Linked DNA regions of Mus musculus: region 1 is linked to region 2. A link is a contact called in public promoter capture Hi-C data. All regions are on one chromosome and are shown on one strand. Each heading gives the region's core, a stretch centred on a gene start, on an enhancer-like site or on the middle of the called end of the contact. The rest is flanking DNA. Distances are from core to core; before and after follow the strand shown. Region 1 overlaps Nrxn1 (neurexin I). Region 2 overlaps Nrxn1 (neurexin I).

Region 1 (3,797 bases), core at 1,251-3,750, 89 kb after region 2:
TTTCTTAGACAAGGGATTTTTCAGGTAATAACTCTTATAGAATTATGTGTCTCTCTAATTATGAAAAGCTCCTTAATCTATCACCAGACCTGCCAACTAACAAGAATGAGCAGAGGCAGGAAATGAATCTAAAACATCTCCCTTCCTTGTCTTTCCCAAAAAATTTACTCATAAATCATGGTTATTTTATTTTCCCATGAGTTATATTTGTAATCACTCATCCCACTTCATGGGAAATAGTAATTCTGTAAAAATTAAATCATCAAAAGCACAATTTAATAAATGAACATCACAGTGATAAATTTTGAAAGATATTACTACCTCTAAGGACAGCACACTTCTTCAGAGCAGCACTATACCCAAAAGGGACCCCCATATTCCTCTTCTCACCAGCATAGAAGAGAAGCCCTTAACATGATAATAGCTCCCAGATATAAAATAATTTTCATATTATTTTTCATTATTATGATTTTGAAAAACTAAAGAGATGTAATTGTATGACAGATTACTTCAGAATTTAGAAGACTACCAGCACTAAAAACAGACAAACAAAAAGCCCCAGTTAAACAATGCTCTTCCAAGATTCAGCCCACAGGGCAAATTCCTCATAGATCTTTAAAAGAATTGCTGTGAAGTCACTGTACCTTATTCACTTGTCTAGAGAGCCCCTGCTTGAGTCATGATCATTTTTAAACCTTAGCGTACACGACCCAAACTACAAATGGCAGAAACTCATGCTAATAGTTCCTGAGTAATAAATTAGTCTGAGTAGGATCCAAGAAGTATAATTAGGACAGGTCACCAAGTGATGTTGCTATATCAACACATATTTCTAATGAAAGAATATGAAGAGGCTTCTTCAACATGCAAAGTAAAATTAAATAGATGCTAGGTGGGTAAAGCAAAGTGACCACCAGGAAACTAGAACAGCCATAGAAATGTTTTTCATCCTTTAATTAAACCAGTGCAGAGCCAATACTCAAGATTTTTACTTTCAATGATTATTTGAAGAATATCAGGGTTAAAAGAAAAATGGAGTGTTTAATATCTTTATTTGTTCTAGCTTTCTTTAAATTTATTGTAAAAACATGCCTGTGTATATGTGTTCATTAAGGAAACGTATTAAATATATACTGAAGCAAGGTGAAAAGTCATGTGAAATACCATGTTGAAGGAAGCATTTCTTCATTTAAATAAAAATAGTTTGGCATGCATTTATCATACATGATAAGTAGCTTCTGGCAGAATCATTAAAGAAGTATAAGTTCAATGTAGATTTTGGGATGATTTTGAAGTAAATACTAACTAGTGCATAAGGAAAAATGATGAAAACTAGGAAAAGTCTGAGGTGATTCAATAGGTCAAAACACTTGGTGCCGGGCTTGTCAACGTGAGTTTGGTATCTAATACCCACGTGGTGAACAGAGAAAATTCACTCCTAAAAATACTATCAACTGACATCCACTGACCTCCACATATAGATCATGGTACACGTGCACACACACACACACACACACACACACACACACACACACACATACATACGCACACGTACACACACACACCCAAAAATAGAGGTTGGGGAGAAGAAAAATAGTTTTGGATATAAGATTAAAGATTTTGAACTCTAAAGTAACTTTGACAGAAAGAAGAAGAAATCAATTGTTAAAATGAAATGGTAAATAGCGCAGAGTGGAATATGAGAGGCACAGAGACTAGAAAAATGGCAATTTCTAAACAAAGGGCACAGGAATAAACGCCAATTATAAGAATCTAGAAGACAAGAGAAGTTGCAAAATAAAGTGGAAGTGGGGTCATAGAAATAAAAATTTAAAATGTTTTAAGCCTTCATTAATTGGAATAGAATCAAGTGAATAGACAGGGTAAACATTGAGTTGATTTGCTTGGAACGGAAGGTCCTCAGCTTCACTCACTGGCAAAGCTCCCATCAAAAACCTAGGCTGAACAGCCTCTAGCAGCAAGGCCAGTAGCTCTATAAGCTATGCCTGTCTCTGATGCTCAATCATCCATCATTACATGTCCCTCTTGCTTTGGTCACACTCCTCCTCAAACCAGATGGCTCCCGAGGTGCTATAGCCATCTCTATTTAACATTTGGCATTCTTGTCCTTAGCTGGTGGTTTTGAATTACATTTGCTTCTAGGTTTGACCCTATAAGAAAAGTTTTTGGTTGTGTGGAATGTGTTTGCAATTTATTCTTAGACTGTGCAATACTGCCCAGAGTTTCAGGTGGAAGATATCCAGCACTGGTTTAAATATCCACAGGAACAGTTGGGACCAGAAAAATGTACATGAGAATGCTTGGTGAAATATCTATAAAAGAGAAGGTAGACAGAGGGGAGAGGATCCAAAATAGAATCTGTGCATTCTGGTGGCAGAGCAAGAGGATGGAGAAAGTAGGAAAGTGGGAGAAGATAGAACAATCAGAATTAGGATGAAACAATGTAGCTCAGTGTGATTGGTGCCAAGGAAAGAATGACTCACTGGAAAGTAGGACTAGAGACTGCTTCCATCTGCTGAGAGAGCAGAAAGGCAGGGCACACAGAAAGACACCTGATCTGCAGGTTTTAGGCAGCAAGTCCCCTGCACTGATGGAAGCTGTGAATGGATAGCAAAGACATTTGCACCATTTTCCACTGAGTCCCACAGAGAAGCTACAAAATAGCAGTCTTCTGGGCTCCACTGAAGGGTAGAGAGATTACAATATGCTACTGCATAAATGAAAAGCAATTTACATATCCACTCAAATGCCATATGAAGGTGGGTTAGTACAGCCTTTATTTTATATCTGACAGAGTATGTCTGATGCCACAGTTCCAGGCAAAGCTGAAATTTAATTCCAGGTTTACCCAAGTAGAAGCTCATTGTTATAGTCACAAAGCACACATTACTAGCAACTATTACTAACACTCTTATTCAATAATGATCTGGAATTCAGAATCAGAAAAGGTCTGATTGTTCATAATTTCAGGACTATTTTATGAGGAGCCACTTCAATTCTGTGATGATGCCATGTATGAATTAATATCAGAAAATGCACGGTTGCCTTGATATTTTGGACTTCTGGCATGCTTCATTTTGAGCTTAATCTGATAATCTGTGTGTGATCATGCTTAAAAGCCAAGATGTTGACATGTTATTTTTCTTTTTGACAACTGTATGATCTGTAGACTCTAATAAATAAGAATAATTAGCATTTCAAAAGAAAAAAGAAAATAAACAAATGTCTGGAAGAAATATATTTAGCTGAAAGTATTTCAAAGTCTGGTCTGTTGTTTGAGTATATTTTTCCAAAGAAGTGCAAAGAAGGCATCTGCCTCTTCTTGAGCTCACACAGTTTATCATTTTTCATCAAAACAAAGGAAAGAAGCCATGCTATTTTATTTTAGTACATCTAATTGTGGAATTTGATGCTCATAGTTAAAATATTTTATTCATAATTACAGTCCAATATTAATACTTAACATGTGGACTAATGTATACATTGTGCCAAAAGATAAATTGAATTAATTCTGGCAATTTCAACCAAAACTATAAAAAAATTTCAGTTGCAATTATTTTAAATGACATATTTTCTCAACTTTAAAATATATTTTTCTCCCTCAGATGTTCATTGGCATTATTGCATAACACTTATAATATCTGAAGGTGATACACATAAAAAAATAGCCTTTTCGTAGGTATTTTAACTTTTTAAGATTTTACCTCACCATGAAGTGACATTGCAGGGTATCTACTCCAAGCTTCAGCAAAAAATGGAGGAGGAGATGGGATCAT
Region 2 (3,786 bases), core at 265-2,764:
TTAAATCTCTCTCTTCATAGGGCCTAGCCAAAATAAATGGCCACATCTCACTTTCTGGCACCTACAATAATTCTGTAACTCCTCAAAGATGATAAATTGTTTTGTGAATAGACAGGTCTACATGTTATTCATACAGATTTCCATATCATACAATGCCTTTCTTTGCATCTCTTAAAGGATTAATGAAATTTCATATGATATGGAATTTGCATTCAAGGTTGGAAAATGGCTCTTATAAAGCCAGGAGGCTATTACCAAAAATTACTTGTCCTCAAGCTTGTGGAATAAAGGAGTCCTGGAAGGCTTACCTATAACTATAATCTATCTATCTATCTATCTATCTATCTATCTATCTATCTATCTATCTATCTATCTACCTACCTACCTATCTATCTATCTATCTATCTATCTATCTATCTATCTATCTCTATATATTAAAATGACAATTGTCATACTTCTATTCCAAGTATGAAATGGAAAACAACATACACAAAGAGTTTGTTCACTTCTCGTGCTAACACCTCCATATGAAGGTATTTCTGATTTTCACCCTAACTAACTAGAGAACAGAAGCTGATGTGAACATTTCTTTGAGATTATTTTCCTACAGGCAGGCTGAGGGTAACGGGTCATATTCATAGGAAGCCTAACCTGACCAGCTCCTCTGCCACGTATTAGAGGTCAGGAATCACCAAAATGTTTGGAACTGGCAAAACATTGTGTTCACTACTACTATATGGGAATTTTTTTTCTCTTACTTGTACAAACGAAGAGGACTTCACTTCAGGCTCTGATTCAGTGTGGATGGGAACAGATTGTATGTATTGATCTTTGTGCCAAGAACAGACTAACACGATTAAACAGACCCTAGTGGAATTATTCAAATCCTATGAAAGAAAATGTCCGGAAATATACAGAACCCCTCAAGCTGCAACTTCCCTACATCCACTAGACGATTTCATGCACTAGAAGATTTCATGAGATTTGAAACTTAGCCTTTTCAAATTCTAGATCTCAGGTTGACATAATCCCCTCACCACACAAAGCAGACTAGAAATCCTTTTGTATCCAGTTTCTACAATTTTACAATTTTCAATATAGCTCTACAGGATCTTTGCTTAAAAAAAAAAACCTATTTAAAAATATTCCATAATAAGTTTTACATATTTCTGCGACTCTAAAATATATTTGCTGTACAGTTACCTTATTTTAGATTTAGAATGTATATCAGGTGTGTTTTTTCCCAGACATAAGCAATTAAAGGGTTGGAAAATAGGCTGTGGAAAGCCCCAAAGAATTAACCTTTGGGGAGCAAATCTTGCAATACCAAACACCCTCAGGCTCCCTTGAGTACCCGAGCTGACAAGTTGCTGGTTAAGCAAGCCAACTAGAAGGTATGTACACAAAGCATCACAATTAAACACCCTGTTTGCCACAAACATGCTTCCTGGCAGAATTTCCTACTAAGCTGGTCTGACCACATGGCTACCTTCAGAACTTGTTTGAAGGAACCCCCTACCCACCCACTTGTATTTGACAGCTGTGTAGTTATCTGTGTTCATGGTTTACTGAATGTCACCCAGTTATTTTACTTTAGAATCTCATGGGATTTGTATCCTGAAGGCAAACAACCTGCTAGAAATAAACAGCAGAGAAGAGTTTCTCTTATCTGCTTGCTGCTTAACAAATCAAAACACATTGAGATGTGAAATTATTAGAGAAGGTTTGGGGATAAAGAAATAAAATAAAAACTGACTTGTCAAATGGGACTCCGTGCTGCTCAGTAACATGTGTTGCCATAGCAAACAACATCTGCTATGCCATTGAATATGTTAGTGACTATGATACATGTGACACAAAATTCTCAGTACCCATTAAGTACTACAAAAAAATCTACCTTTATAGTTACATGTTTTATCTTTTACTCTTTAGTAGTGAAACCCAGGACGACTGAAGATGATTTTTAAAGTTAAAAAAGAAAGTATTGTTTGATAGACTTTGTGTGTTTACATTTTACCCATGAATCACTAAATATGCAATTAGAAAACTAGTCAGAAATACTCTCAAATATCCAAAGGTCATTTTTACCCCTAGCAGTAATAATTATATCAAAGGACTGAAGAAAACTGAAGATTTAAGGAAGCATGATTAATCTTTTTAGCCTTTCTTACTTTCTCTCAATTAAATGTTAGAGACTATCAAATGTCACAAAATACAAGAGCAATCCCCTGTATGTAATCTACTGCCTGAAATCAACAACTTTGTTGCATAAGCGTGCCATCAAGAGAAAGGCATCTATGGATTTGCTTAACAGTATGACACACTTGTTGTTATCCCGTTTGTTATATTAAGATTAACCACAATAACACTGACAATATTAACTCATTTAAAAGCTTGTCATGCTCCAGTGATGCTTTGAGTCCCAAAGACACAATGATTGAAATAAGAAGTGACTAGGGGGAAAATTAAGAATTATGGAATGTGAGAGAGGTGAAGAGCACAGAGGCATACACTGAAACAGGACTTGTTCCCACAGGACATTTAACTCTTGCCTCTCCTCTTTCTAGTATTGAAGAGAACCATAAGATTGATGAAGTTGTTACCCAACCTAAGTCCATTGCTGCTCTAGGAATACTGCCAAGAAGGGAGAAAGTTTGTCACCATAGTGAAAAGGGAGCTTACATCATTTCCACAAGACTATTAAAACAGAAACAATCTAAAATCAAATATCCACAAAGTAACTCATTCTATACAGCTCACTATTTAAGTAATAATGAAGCTGAATTGAATTTCAAATACAACACAAGAGGGTAGGGAGCTGGCCCTGTAGTTGAAAGCCCTGTTTTTCAAGCACGAGGACCTGAGTTTGATAATGAGCAAAAGAAAAAGTAAATAAAAGTTGGGTGTACTCATTTCATTTGTAGGAATTTATTCATCCTAAAAATATTTTAAGTAATATTTTTAAAAAGTAAAGTTATTTGTTATATTAAATATCTATATACCCATCATTAGAAAACAGTTCAATAAATAGTTTTTGCATACAAAAGCAATAGGACATTGTAAGGGAAATAGATAATTTTATTGAAAATCTAAGTGTCTGAAGTACAGCATAGAAAAATGAACAAACTATGGATTAATATGTATTAGAAAGTAAAAGTTCACCTTTCTGATAAATGTTCAAATGTATGTATATATACATATACCCATGTGTAGAAATATGTGTGCATAAAATATAGGATTTTAATTTTAGACAGCATAGAAAATACAGTACATTATATTCTGCTTTTAACTTTTATTCTCCTCACTGTTGTATTATCTAAGTTTTCAATGAGTATTTTTATGATCTAGAAATAATATACATTAAAACAGGAGCTGTTATGAAAAGCAAACAGAGTCTCTCATCCATAAGGTAACAAATAAAATTCAATTCTTTCTAAACAGACTGTTGTAAAATATTATTGGCCTTGCAAACCCAGACTTATGCATCACTACTCTATTGTATCGAGTTTATGTTGAGATAGTTTGAAAAATGCAACAAAACAAAGCCAGCAAATAAAAAGAACTGTTAAGTAATGGAAATGTAGTCTATGGAAATGAAGGGAGTTCACTCAAAAGTAGGAAAGCATGCAAACATTGATGATTTTCTCACATAATAATGAGCAACATCTACATAGCAATTCAATATAACAAATGCATCCCCCAGTCACTTCACTCATGCACCATTCTTTGCATTAGGCAGCTACCGTTGCGCATGAGGCACCAGTTCTTTCCACAGTATGAAATATC

The links. Promoter capture Hi-C pulls out the DNA fragments that hold promoters and counts their contacts.
Region 1: a promoter capture Hi-C map of hippocampal neurons shows a contact between it and region 2, with 2.0 times the contacts expected there. The contact joins two enhancer-like sites. A contact is called at or near these places in 1 of 39 promoter capture datasets (hippocampal neurons) and 5 of 484 Hi-C or Micro-C datasets (cerebellum, cortical neurons, neurons and 1 more).

Annotation. Positions count from the first base shown.
Region 1 is chr17:90,433,556-90,437,352 of GRCm38.p6, forward strand. All of the region lies in intron 17 of Nrxn1 (neurexin I), which reads right to left. Among named protein-coding and RNA genes, the nearest start is that of Gm32337, 26 kb to the right of the region's middle. Within about 2 kb of position 2,501, at least 10 of the 459 cell types and tissues checked have an H3K27ac peak or open chromatin away from gene starts, as enhancers often do. A contact at or near this core is called in cerebellum and hippocampal neurons, where this site is marked.
Region 2 is chr17:90,345,482-90,349,267 of GRCm38.p6, forward strand. All of the region lies in intron 18 of Nrxn1 (neurexin I), which reads right to left. Among named protein-coding and RNA genes, the nearest start is that of Gm32337, 110 kb to the right of the region's middle. Within about 2 kb of position 1,515, at least 7 of the 459 cell types and tissues checked have an H3K27ac peak or open chromatin away from gene starts, as enhancers often do. A contact at or near this core is called in cerebellum and hippocampal neurons, where this site is marked.